2 separate regions of the Rattus norvegicus genome follow, and region 2 is linked to region 1. The links are chromatin contacts, called in public Hi-C maps. All regions are on one chromosome and are shown on one strand. Each heading gives the region's core, a stretch centred on a gene start, on an enhancer-like site or on the middle of the called end of the contact. The rest is flanking DNA. Distances are from core to core; before and after follow the strand shown.

What was found. A called contact is a pair of places that touch in the nucleus more often than the background predicts.
Region 2: a contact with region 1 is called in a Hi-C map of mammary epithelial cells, with 1.8 times the contacts expected there. The contact joins the enhancer-like site here to the promoter of Slc25a16 in region 1. A contact is called at or near these places in 2 of 12 Hi-C or Micro-C datasets (mammary epithelial cells and prefrontal cortex).

What each region holds. Positions count from the first base shown.
Region 1 is chr20:25,712,781-25,719,617 of GRCr8, forward strand. It overlaps Slc25a16 (solute carrier family 25 member 16), which reads right to left and starts at 2,227. Exons shown (of 9, transcript NM_001100860.2): 1 at 2,030-2,227. The coding sequence starts at 2,159. It overlaps LOC120099058 (small nucleolar RNA SNORA70), which reads left to right and starts at 46; the gene lies at 46-181.
Region 2 is chr20:25,758,051-25,765,052 of GRCr8, forward strand. It overlaps LOC100910945 (a long non-coding RNA gene), which reads right to left. Exons shown (of 3, transcript NR_131086.1): 3 at 5,149-5,329. Among named protein-coding and RNA genes, the nearest start is that of Tet1, 5.3 kb to the right of the region's middle. Within about 2 kb of position 2,406, at least 22 of the 93 cell types and tissues checked have an H3K27ac peak or open chromatin away from gene starts, as enhancers often do.

The DNA of each region.
Region 1 (6,837 bases), core at 977-3,476:
AGCCCAGGACTAGACTGTGGAGGCAGAAATGGGAGCATTGGGAGTTTAAAATTAGCCTCAGCCAATCAGGTTCCTTCTTCATAGGGATCTGGTGATACAATGGCTGCCAAGAACAAAATCCTTGATAGTGTATGCAGCCTGTTCCATGCCTGAGTTCCCCTTAGAGACCTTCAAAACAGTCTTCTAATGGATACTGGTATCTCTGAGCCCAACCAACCTAGGGTCCCCCCCCCCCAAAAAAAATAGACAAAGTGCCTTTGGGAAAGCCAGGCAGAGTGGCAAGGGCTCATGCAGTGGTTTGAATGAGAATGAGCCCCCTAGTATCATATTCTTAAATACTTGGTCCCTGATTGGTGGAACTGCTTAGGAAGGATAGGGAGGTGCAGCCTTGTGGAGAAGGTGGGTCACTGGGAGTAGGTTTTAAGTTTCAAAAGACTTCCACTAGTGTGTCTTTCTGTGCCTTCTGCTTGCTGACCAGATGTGAGTTCTCAGCCATGGCTTTGCTCTGCCGTCATGGACTCTAATACAAAGCCCAATTAAACATTTTTTTTTTGAGATAGGGTCTCTATATCTAGCTCTGGCTGTCCTGGAACTTGCTCTACAGACCAGGCTGGTATTGAACTCACAGAGATCTACCTTCCTCTGCCCCCAAAGTGCTGGGATTAAAGGAGTGGGCCAGCACACCCAGCTGACAGATCTTTCATTTTCTGATATATATATATATATATATATATATATATATATGTCTAGATATATATCTAGATATACATATATATGAAGGTCAAAGTAGGCAACTAGGGGTGTTCCAGTAATGTAACATATATATATATATATATGTATATATATATGTGTGTGTATGTATATGTATATGTGTGCATATATATATATATATATATATATATATATATATATATATATATATATATATATATATCTCCCCTAAGACAGAGTTTCTCAGTGTAGCTGTGACTGTCCTGGTTGTAGACCAGGTTGACCTGGAGCTTATGTAGATTCACCTGCCTCTGCCTCCAGAGTGCTGGGACTAAGAAATGTCTTTTTAATCTGCAGAAGAAAATAATTACATTCCCAGCACAGCTGATGCTATGACACTATCTTTTTATTGCCAGTCATAAATAGTTAAGTAATGGCAACTCAAATAATCAATCATTGTGAGGAGAGGGCGGTTAAGAGATACAACCATCTGCATACAGAAAGGGGGAGGAAACCTGAGACATGTAAACCAGATAGATGGTCATGAACCCACAAACCACAGCACTACTTTTTCAAGCAACTGCAAGCTTGTTTACCACAATTCCTGGAACCAGTTTTGGTTGTAGGCAGTTTGCACAATACCCTTAGTCATTTTATTTTGTTTTTGAGACAGGGTATCACTATGCATTCCTGGCTTGCCTGGAACTTGCTATGTAAACCAGGTTGATCTCAAACTCAAGATCTGCCTGCCTCTGCATCCCCGGTGCTGCAATTCAAGGCATGTTCCACCATGTTCAGTTCATATCCTAGTCTAGTTTTCAAAGTTAGCCTCCAGAGATGGACTGCGGCATGTGCCTGTAATTCCAGCACTTACTTGGGATGTAGAGACAAGAGAATCAGGAGTTTAAAGCCAGAGTCAACTACATAAAGGAGTTTGAGGTCGGGGCTACATGACAATTTCTCATATCATTATACTCGTGCGCGCGCGCGAAGGAGGCACAAGCCCAAGTTAGCCTCTACCTCCAATATTTGTTTTCTTTTTAAGCAAACAGCAAAATCCAATCCTAAACTGTCACTCAGGTCGTTGGTAACAGAAAGGAGTGGTGCCCACCATGTCCCACCTAAAGGATCCTTTTTTCGACCTTTGGGAAAAGGTGCTTGGTTCAGCAGAGGGATTAACCCCGGCTGCAGCGGCTGAAGTAAAGACCCGGCTGGGCGCTGCAGCAGAAGCCCGGGACTGTCACGGCGGCTGCTGGCTCTGACTGGCCTGCGGCTGGCTTCACCACCCAACTCCAGGATCCCAGCGGTGAACACCTACCTCCGGCTAAGAAGGAACGCAGCCAGTAGAAGTCTCGGCGAGAGGTCGGGCCCCCGCTCCCCGCCGCCTGCGGCACCGCGGGTGGAGGCTCGGCCGCCGCCAGGGCCGCTGCAGCCACCAGGGCCGCCATCCGGACCTGCGCCACGTCCCGAGCCTCCGCTGCCAACTTACAAAACACTAGGAAGCACCATGGCTGTTGCCGGCTCTGACAGGAGCCGAGCTGCCGCGCGGGCGGGGCTAAATGATGCCCGTGGCGCGGCGGCACGGAATGATGACGCACGCGGCCGCAGTTGAGTCCAGGCCTAGAGAGCAAGACGGAAGTGGGCGTCACCCAGGGGATCTGGGACGCTCAAGGTTCCGATGTTTGCGATGAAGGTTTGTGAGCCTCTTTAGCCAGACTAGTTTGTTCAGGCTTGCAGTCTCAGCGAGTCTGGTGGAGGTCAATGGAGATCAAGGCCCGTCTGAGCTACGTAACTCATGCCTGTAATCCCAGCACTCAGGATTCTGAAGCAGGGGGATCACCTCCAGCTGAAGGCCAACCTGGATATCATAGTGAGTTCCGGACTGGCCCGGGCTGCTGAAAGAGACTGTGTCAAAATAAAAGGCTAGTCAAGCTAGCTGGCTCAACGGGTGAAGGCACTTGCCACTAGGCTGGACGATCTGAGTTGTCTCCAGACCCGGCCTAGTTGAAAAGTTATTCTTAGACCTCCATACATGCACCTTGGCAGCGCATACGCACACGAGGGTGTGCACACACACAAACACATTATAATAAATGTTAAGAGCTGGAGAGATGGCTTAGCAATTAAGAGCACTCTTTCAGAATATCTGGGTTTGGTTCTCGTGTGTGTGTGTGTGTGTGTGTGTGTGTGTGTGTGTGTGTGTGTCCCTGGCATTAACACAAGCAGCTCAGCTTTACCCTTCTGATCCATCCCATCTTCTACTAGTCATATCTCAGTCCATCTCACACAATAAATTCTTCTTTAACCTGATAACTCTCTTTTATTTCTTTCCTCCTCTCTCCCTGCCTTTCTCCGGGCCGGCTATGGAGACTTGGCTTGTTTAGAGGTTCTTGCAGAGTGACAGAGCTATTCCCACACCCTTTATCGAAGATCCACCCTCCTCTCTTAGGTCATCCTCTTTGACCAAATAGGCATGTAGCTCTGGAAGGCATGTATATGGAGTGGGAAGAGGGGAGGAGACACTCACATAGCCAACCAGATCAACTGGTTGATCAACCAGATCAGTGGGGTGACATGGTGCAGCCACAACACCCTCACACCCTTGACCTAGTACTAAAGACTAAATATGGCCCAGACACTTCTGCCTCAACTCTGCATGTGCTAAGAGTACAGGATTTTACCACCACTCCTGGGGTGCTCTCTGTCTCTGTGGGGAGAGGGGGATAAAAGAGACTGGGAATCCATTGACCTCAGCGCTCAGAGCTTATCAAATGCTAGGCAGACACTTTACCCCATTTGTAACTGACATCTAGGTTACCAACATTTGAACTCCCAATCTTCTCTTCTAAGTAATGGTAATTCATTCAGTTTTCACTCTTCCACAAATAGGAACATTTTCTCCTCTTCATAAACTAGAAAAAACACAGAACTCAGTCTCCCTGCTTTCTCTAGCCCTCTACTGTGTGGTCTTGACATAACAGCTAACACAATGTTTTAAAACTATACATTTATTCATGTTGTGGTTGGGGGAGCACATGTGTGGAGGTCACAAAACAGCTTATGGAGTCAGGTGTCTTTCTCCTTGCACCACATGGCTCTTGTGGTTCAAACTCAGACCCTCAGGTTTAATAGAAAGTATCCTTACCCTACTGTGCCACCTTGCTGATCCTAAAGACAAAATAGGTTGACATGGTGGCTCATGCTTGTGATGACAATGTTGGAAAGGCTGGGGCAAGAAAAATGACAAGAGTGTCAAGCCAGCCTGCCCTACATGATTCTGTCAAAGCTACCCTGGGCTACAGAGTGAAGCCTGTTAGAAGAAGAGTACAATCAAGGGCTTCAGGATGTCACTAAGGTGCATAGACTGCAACAAGCTCTAGTTTGACCTTCAGCACCAAAGTAACTGGATGTGGTACTGTGCACTCCTGCAATCCTGGGCTATACAAGGAGAGCCATCTGAAGCAAAAATGTTTTAAAGAGAGCAAGTGTGCACCTTACAGTGGTCGAGTGAATGTCCACTGTATCATAGCAACTAGAACAGGGTTCAGACACACTGGCCTCTTTGCTAGACAGATGTGTGCTGCCACGCCCAGCAGATGATTGATATACAGAAAGATGAATCTTCTCCACTTTCCCACTTCTAGAATATCTGGACAATAGTATTCCTAGACTAAAAGAGACAGTTTAATCCTGTCTCTCAAAGAGTTTGCTGTTTTTCACGGGATGAGTGTAATATTAATAGAAATATATATCACACAAAGGATAAATGGGAATAGCACTAGGCATGGTGGCTCCTTATGACTCTTTTTAGAGATTTATTTCATGTATGTGAGTACACTATCGCTGTCTTCAGACACACCAGAAGAGGGCATCAAACCTCATTACAGATGGTTGTGAGCCACCATGTGGTTGCTGGGATTTGAACTCAGGACCTTTGGAAGAGCAGCCAATGCTCTTAACCACTGAACCATCCCTCCAGTCCTCATTATGAGGCTTTAGAGGCATAGACAAGTAGATTCCTGTGTCTTCAAAGCCAGCCTGGTCTACATAAAGAGTTCCAGGACAGTCAAATGCTGTTACACAGAGATACCCAGGTCAGCCAGGCCTGCATATGGAGACAAGCCAAACCAAATGGGAACACAGAGAAAATAAATACATGTTTTAGGGAAGACAGCAGTTAGACTGTCCATGGCATGGATAATCATGGGCAAGCACAGAGCTCAAGTGCTCACAAGTAAGGAACCATAACTTGTTCAATAAAGAAAAGACAGATGGCTCAGCGGTTAAGAGCACTGCTGCTCTTTCTAAGATCCTGAGTTCAGTTCCCAGCAACCACATGGTGGCTCACAACCATCTGTAATTGGATCTGATGCCCTCTTCTGGTGTGTCTGAAGACAGCAACAGTGTACTCATACAAATAAAATAACTCTTTTAAAAAAAGAAAGAAAAGACAGTCCAGTTTAGTTTGCTTGAGTTTCTGGTTCTCTTACTTGTGACTCCCTAGTATTTGTAAAGCAGTTCACTGGCCAATTTCCTTTTCTTCTAATAGATTCTCATCGAACCTGGCCTAGCTATAAACTTGCTGCAAGGTGCCCCACCTTGCTGGAAGGTAAACTTGTGAAAGGCTCAAGGTTGAGTCTTAACTACTGAGAGACGCCCCCTCCCCCAAGTGAGACACAAGAACAGAGTTCAATGCAAATGCAAGAGGTTTATTTTTCCGGCATGTCAGGGTTGACCTTCAATCAGCCCCTCCTGGTGAGTGACTAGAGGATGACCCTGAATGACTGTAACAAGCAGTTTTTATGCTTTTTAGGAGTACTGGTTACATCAGCAAGGTTACAGTTTACGAACACTATCTGGGACCCAGGTGAAAGTCAGTTCATTTTGCCGTTTTTCAAGAAAGTTCCTGCTCCTCCCAGGAACTGTGGGTGGGGAATGGAGGCAGGAAGCTGGTACTTGGCCTAATCTTGACCTGAGGCGGTGAGTGTAAGGCTGGTGAAAGCCCCTAGGGTCCTTCAGTTGTTGTTTGTTTTTTAAGATTATTTATTTATTTAATGTCTGTGAGTACACTGTAGCTGAGTTCAGACACACCAGAAGAGGGCACTGGATTCCTCCAGTTGTGAGCCACCATGTGGTAGGGAATTGAACTCAGGACCTCGGGAAGAGCAGCCAGTGCTCTTAACTGCTGAGCCATCTCTCAAGACCTGTTTTTTTTTTTGTTTGTTTGTTTGTTTTTTTGTTTTTAAGATTTATTTATTTTTTGTATGAGTGTTCTATCTGTTTCTACACCTGCACATAGCAGGAAATACTAAAAAAGCAATCTATGCTAGGCACCGGCCTGTTCTCACCTCTAGGAGAGCTCTGAAATCTCTCCACCAGACTATGTTCCCCCATGGTGGGTTGCTGCCCACGCCAGCCACACGCATCCAAATTCACACGGCTGGCTAGCTGGTTTGCTCTTCTCACAAACCCAACATTTGCCGCTGTACCTTTCTCTCTGGAACCCAGCTGAGTTGACACATGAAGGAAAACACCACACAAACTTAGTTTAGAATCAACAGGTAACACAATCGCTGGGCACGGCAACTACCATCCTAGTTTGTAAGCCATTCTAAGTTAAATCCTCTGGTGGCAAATCCTGGCAGGTCCACCATCTAAACCAGGGGACCTCTCGTTCGCTATAAGTTGTCCTCTAAGCTCTCCCCGTCCAGATGCAACGGGGAGACTCCTGCCTCTTCTCTTCCTCTTTTCGACCCGGAAGTCCTGCCTATTCCTCGCCCAGTAATTGGTCCCCTGAAATTTTCATTCATTAGGAGGAGGTTCTGCCACACCTGCATGCCAAAAAAGAGCACTAGAACCCATCATAGATTGGTTGTGAGCCACCTTGTTGTTGCTGGGAATTGAACTCAGGACCTCTGGAAGAGGAGCTGGTGCTCTTAACTTCTGAGCCATCTCTCCAGAGAGAACTTTAAAAAAAAAAAAACTTTAAACTTCTGATTCTCTTGTCTCTACTTCCCAAACTGTGTTTACAGACATTTGCTGTTTTATGTATTACTGGGAGTGGAGTTCAGGCCTTCATAAGTGCTGGGCAAACACTGTAGCAATTGAACTTTGTCTCCAGCTACA
Region 2 (7,002 bases), core at 1,156-3,655, 45 kb after region 1:
ACTCAGTCCTGCTTTGTCCTTCTCAAGTGCAGGTATTAAGCCTTGGCTTCCCTGGGATTTTTAAATTTGTATTTCTGCCACTTATGAAAAATTGTGGAAGTCAGTTCTCCACAGCTTGGGTTCCAAGGATCAAACTCAGATCTTTACACTTGGGTCAAAGGCACTTATAATCTGACCAATCTCAAAGGCCCAACTTAAGCTTTTTATTCTTTTTTTTTTTTTTTTTTTTTGGTTCTTTTTTTTCGGAGCTGGGGACCGAACCCAGGGCCTTGTGCTTCCTAGGCAAGCGCTCTACCACTGAGCTAAATCCCCAACCCCTTTATTCTTTTTTAAAAAATTAAATTTATTTACATTTCAAATGTTACCTTTTTTTAAAATTAAAGAAAAAAATGCTTCCTTTAAGACATCATCTCACTCTAAAAAGGCTGTCTTGGAAACGAGATTTACCTGAGTTTGCCATAATGTTTGCCTTATCTGTCTAATCACCAATATTCATCACCAATATTCCTAGCACTTTATAGGTAGGGAAGGAGAATTGGTTCAAAGTCATCCAACTTAAGGCTAGCCAAAAAGAAAGGGAAAGAAAGGGAGAGAGAGAGAGAGAGAGAGAGAGAGAGAGAGAGAGAGAGAGAGAGAAAGAGTGTGTGTGTGTGTGTGTGTGTGTGTGTGTGTGTGTGTGTGTCTGGTTTTCTTTTTTCTTCTGTGAAGATTAAATTGGGGTCTCAGTCTTCACCACTGAGCAGAACTCAACAAGAATTGCATTTCTGACTTCCAATCATGTTACTTTTTAATCCCAGCACTCCGAAGGCTGTGGCAGGAAGAGTCCTGCCTTTGAGGGCAGCCTGGGCTACACAGACACTCCCCCCCCCCCCCCCCCCCCGGAGCTGGGGACCGAACCCAGGGCCTTGCGCTAGCTCGCTAGGCAAGCGCTCTACCGCTGAGCTAAATCCCCAACCCCCCAGACACTGTTTTAAAAGCAAAACAAAGTCCTTATAGTTGGTTCCTAGTCAAGAATTAATTTAAACGATTTATTTAGGGTGTAAGGTTGACAGTTTGGGACTATTTCCCCTAACAATCTAGGGACGCTAACTGCTCATAACACTGCAATTCAATCCAGTACAGTTAAAGGCTTAGATTCCCTTGTCTAAGAGCAGACTTGTGGAATAAGAGACAGCTATCTTTTGTTGGGATATGCCTAGTTAGCGGCAGGTTCAAGCCTCAGGGTCGGAATTTCCCTTACTGCATTTTCATTTCCTATAAAGTGATTATTATCACTAATGAGTCCGCGGTCAGTGACTAATAAAAATAAAAATATAGAAGATAAGCATGGCTTATCTGGTTTCTCTTTGGTCTTGAAGTTGGTTTGACACCGCTCAGGCTCAGGTAAGGCTTCAGGATGTTCCTTCACCTGGAAGACCCATCTCGCTTCTGGAAACATTCTTTTTAGAGATACTCTTACTCCCATCACGAAAGACATGGTGGCCTGTAGATTTCAACACTCGACTTTAACCTAATCTAAAGGGGAGGGAGTGGGGACTGAATTTTGGGAAAGGGTAGGAAGGAGTGGACAGAAGGGTCGAGAGGAGTCCGGCTCCGATTTGGGAAAATCCAGCTCGCGTTTTGCCTCTCGCTCAGCGGTACAGGGTCCAGCAAAGGCTGAGCCCCAACTATACTCCTTAAGGTCTGTACTGGGAGACGCCGCTGCTCTAGGGGGGTTGCGGGCACTGACCTGGCCGGGAGTACCCGCGCACTACGCTCGTGGGACACTGTGCACACTACAACTGGTGTGTACAACCCCGGGGTCTGTACTCGCCCCTGGACGCCCTCTCCCTCCGTAGCCATGCACCTCTACCTGGCTCTCCAACGGGGACATTTGCGGAGTAGCTCCCCACCCCGGGTGCTTGGGCCCTGACCGTGCCGGATGGTAAGTGTCCATCCTAGGCCCGCCCGAACTCCTTGGCGCATGCCGCAGCCCCAGGCTCCAAAGTTACGCGGACGAAGACCAGCTGGAAAGTTTGCTCAAGGGTTGGTGCAGGCTTGGAGCAGGGGCAACCCGCGCTGCTCTCGGATCCAGAGGCGGCTTAGGGTGAGCTGGGGCTGCAGCAAAGAGCAGGGGTGCTGGGAGAGGGCGCTACTCTGCGACGGGACCGGGTTGGGGGGCGGATCTCTCCTGGGCTGGGACTATGCACCCAGCGATGCTGGCTGAAGACTCGTGCGAGCCAACTCCGCGCCGCGACCCCCTACCCCGGACCGCTCCCGGTATTTTGTGGCGGGTGGCTAACAAAGATCCCGGCGGGGAACCTTACAGCAATCCGCAGAAAGCTTAGCTTTCGCTCGGAACGGTTCGCATGGGGAGCCCCAGACTCGGGATCTACTGGAAATCCTGCAGGGAAACGCATGTGTGGCCTCTGGGAGGTCCCTGGTCAGGAGTTCTCAGAGCCAGCCACTTTGAGAAAGTCCTGGTGTCTTAGCCTGAAGGGAGGAGAGAGCTTTCGCTAGCTGCGAGTGGAGAGTGAGAGCTGTCGCGTGCAGAAGTGTCTCCCGCGTTCGATCAAACCCCATCCTCCGCGGAGGAACCCTAGGGAGAGGGGTTGCTGAGGTTCCTCTTTGGGAGTACAGGCGACCAGGAGGTCTGGGGATGGCTGGCCCGAAATTGGGAGGTTCTAGAAGAAGCAAGAACAGGGGAAGTAGGATGTGTTGCCAGTGAGTTCTGCGAAAGCCTTTGGAGTGCCACTGGCTGGGTCTGGGATCCTAAAGAGGGAACTGAGTGAGGTTGTCTGTGTGCGCGCAGCGGCCGAGTGCCTAAGCTTGCTCGTGCTGCACGTGAGCTTCGGGCCCCCGCCAGGACTGAAGTGACCACCGCCTACTCCGCGGGGCAAGGAAGCAAATCTCCCTTTCTCCGGAGGGGTGTTCTTGCCTATTGATAATCCCAGCGCTGGGGAGGCAAAGGCAGATAGATCTCCGTGAGTTACAGGACAGCCAGGGTTGCGTAGTGAGACCAGTCTCAAAGACGAAAAAGCAACTTCCCTTTCTCTTACTCTCTCACTCACCACCAGTGTTCGCTCACAGGACTGGGTCAGGAAAGAATTGTCCTGCTCCAGTTACCCTTAATGAACTGAACTGGGTCCGTTTCTGATCCAATAAAATTAATGTGACTCCAAGAAAAAACTTACTGTTGGAGCAAGAGTAAGAATTCCCAGCCTCCCCCAACCCCCACAACTCTTTCCAAGTGAACCTTAGTCCCCAGGGGCTTTAAATGAGCTTCATTTTACCTCCTTAATGACTGGTTAGTGAAGAAATGTTTGCAAGACTTTCCAGACCTTGGGGCGAGGAAATGACTAGCACACGAGGTTGGTTTGGTGGGGAGCTGCATGCGCACCCCCATGGATTGCAGTATGGGGCGCCATAGAGCAGCCCATCCCCTCAGGTGTTGGTTTCTTTAGGCAAAAACAATTTAGAAATATGCTTAACTACACACAATTGAATATAGTTAATTAGGTATTTATGACTACAGAGAAGCTTAATGCTTGCAGACCAGCCGCTGTCTGTTTTAAAGAATTTAACTGCGGTAAGGTGTTATTCTACTCTAGGCTGACTTGACCCTTACTGCCAGAAAGTGGCCTTGAATTTATGACTACTCCAGCTTCAGTCTCCTGAATATTGGGATTACAGATATGCACTCTCCACCTGGTATTCCGGTATCCCTCTGTTGACCTCCCGGTGATACTCCTGCCTCACTCAGTCTGAGTTCCTAGATTATGTGATTGCAGATCTTGATTGACTACATAGGGGAATGCCCATGTTTTCATTTCTCCAATTAAGAGGTTTTAATTGGGGTCTTTTTAAAATAAACATTTGGAGGAATAGGATACAGTCTTTAGTAGGCTGGACTTAACAACTGTAGCACTCAACATTTTAATGAGTTAACTATTGCTCTCCGCAGAAGGGGTGGGTCAGAGGTTTGGAGACACCCTCCTCACCCTTTGTGTCTTCCTTATCTAGTTTCTTCCCCTCCCCCACCTTCTGGACACATCCTGTCTCCTTCATTTCTTTTTCCTCTTTGTCCTTAAAAAAAAATTTTTTTTTAAACCTGTAGGTCATTTGATTCTCCTTCCCCCACCCGACCTCGGCTCTCATCGTCTCGGTTGTCTTTTAACTCCTTACATTGTTCCTGTGAATTCTTGACTTTGCTCAGTCATTTGGATTTCTATCATTTCACCTGTAAAAATGTATAAAATACTGTTCCTTGGCCTTTTGCTGTTCTTACATGGTCTGGCTTTTGGAAGAGCCTTTTAACCTCCGTTTTCCCCTGTTCTTTTCCATTATTTGTGTCCCCCACACCCCGCTCTGTGGGGTGTCGGGTGTTTTACATATGGAAGGAGCCAGCTTTCTGCTGCATTTCCCTGAGCAGCCTCTCAGTGTGCCCCAAGCTTTCACACTTCCTGAGGTAGTGAACTGTCTAGGAACAGCCGGCAATTGCTGTCCCCCCACCCCCTTCCTTTCGATGAAGAACCTAGTTGTAGGGAAACCAAGCCTGGTGGCAATTTTTTCAGAAAATGCTTTTAAGTCTTGTTTTTGTCTTTTGTTTTGTTTTTGCTTTTGTTTGTCCCCCCCCCCCCCCAGGAAAGCCTTTAAATTCTCTGGACCTGAAGTCAGTTTGCAAGTAGCTTTAGGCATGCAAATGACACTTGAGCACTGGTGGTAGCAGGAAAGATTGCAATGTTATTTCAAATTGTCGTGGTTTACTTAAAATAAGTGCAGCAGCTCAGGGGACTTCCAGAGATACAGAGAGAGGAGAGATACAGAGAGGGAGAGGAAGTCCCTGGATGGTGCCATCAATACTTTAATTTACGGACAACAGGTATTGGAAGCTAGCCTTTCATTTTTTAGATAAAGTGAATAAAAACTTATTTTTTATTTGCATACTTTGGTTTTTAAAGTTTTCATTACACTACTTAGTGTGCACACTACTGTGTACCAGTGTACTATGCATGCATTGTGCATGTACTATGCGTGTATGAACTGCTGGTGTTTGGAGGTCAGAGGACAGTTTATAGGAGTCATGTGTGTTCTACAAATCAAATGAAGGTTTTCAGACTTGGTTTCCCGAGACTTTACTCTGCTGGATTTTATAAAACAAAAATTTCCTTTTTTTTTCTTTTTTAAAAGATTTATTTATTTCATGTATGTGGATACACTGTCACTGTCCTCAGACACACCAGAAGAGGGCAGCAGATCTCATTACAGAGACACTATGTGGTTGCTGGGATTTGAACTCAGGACCTCTGGAAGAGCAGTCAGTGCTCTTATGCTGAGCCATCTCTTCAGCCTGCAAAACAAAATTTTAAGAGCTCTTAGGGGGAAGTTTTATAATATTCACATCACATTAGGCTACATAAATTTAAGCTATGGTGACACACACCCCTAATCCCAGCACTTGAATGAGGCTTTGAGGAGAAAAGGATTTTAAGTTCTAGGCCTACTTTGCCACTTAGCAAGATCCTGTCTTGGGTGGGGACAGCGGGGTGTGAAGGATTCAGTGGCAGAGAGCTTGCTTAGCTGGTTCCAGACTTTCCACGCCCCTCCCAATAGGCTTCTTGTCACAGATTTCCTTTTTGCTTTTGGAGACAGGGTTTCTCTGTGTAGCCTTGGCTGTCCTGGAACTTGCTCTGTAGACCAGACTGGCCTTGAACTCATGAAATCCAACTTTCTAACCCCTGACCCCCTGCTGGAATTAAATATCTGTGCCAATTCTGACTGATAGTTTATTTTGATTTTCCTACCAGGACAATAAGGATTCACAGGATGGTGTCAATTAAATACACCCCCCCCCCCGGCCTTGTTATATATTTATTAAGATGGGCATCAGGTATATTCTTATATCTGTATTGCAGAGATACCCAGATATATTCAATATATTCTAGGTTAGAGTAAATAAAACATTTAGAAATACTGCTGTTTTTGTTGTTGTTGTTTGTTGTTTGTTTTGGTGATGTCAGGCATTAAACCTAGGACTTCATACATTATGGGCAAGCTCCCCACCACTGAGCTGCATCCTCATAACTTTCTCCTGTCATTGTGAGGTAGGGGGACTCAGCTGGCTAGGAGCTCACCCTGGGTCTTGAATTCTTTATTTTCCTGCTTCAGCATCCCAAGTATTTGGGATTATAGGTCTGTACTGCCAAGCCTGAATGAAACTCAGTTTTCCAAAGACTAGTTCAGACTAATTTCCATTCCTCAGCCCCCATGTGGCTGAAGACAACTTTGATCATGATCTTCCTTCAGTTTTCGCCTTACAAGTAACGGAATTATTGGTGTATACCATCCACCATGGCATCTTTCTCTATTGTTTGGTTTGGAGACAGGATCTTTTACATAGCCCAGACTGTCTTAGAGGAGGTGTTGAACTCTGCTTTCTGACTGTTTGTAAAACAGGTTTCATGCTGTGAGTCTGTCTGGTCTATATCTCATGCTGTCCAGGCTAACCTTGGATCTTCTTCCTCAACGTTACCTCAGATTACCTGTTCGGGTTAGCGATGTCCACCACATCTGGGTTTTTGTCGTATTGTGTTTGTTTTGACATAGTCCTGGCTGGTTTGGAGCTTGCTTTGTAGTCCAAGCTTGCTTGAAACTCACCAATCTTATTGTCTGTGCCTCTGGAGTACACGTGTATACTGGGATTAATGGTGTATGACACCCCCACTGGCTGGACTTTTAATTCATTTAGTTTTATAAATTTAGTCTATAAATTTATTTTTTATATTGAGACAGAGTTTCTCTGTGTAGCCCTTGCTGTCCTGGAACGGCCTCAGAGTCTGTCTTCCAAGTGCTGGGATTAAAGACATGTGCCAGCACACCTGGCTCAATGATTATAAAATTAAAAATTAATCTTAGGACACCCTTGCTAATTAATCCATATTATTATAGACCTATTTAATATGAGCTACATTATATCTTTTGGTTTTTTTGTTCTCCCCCACAGTTTTCAAAAAGAATATCCCT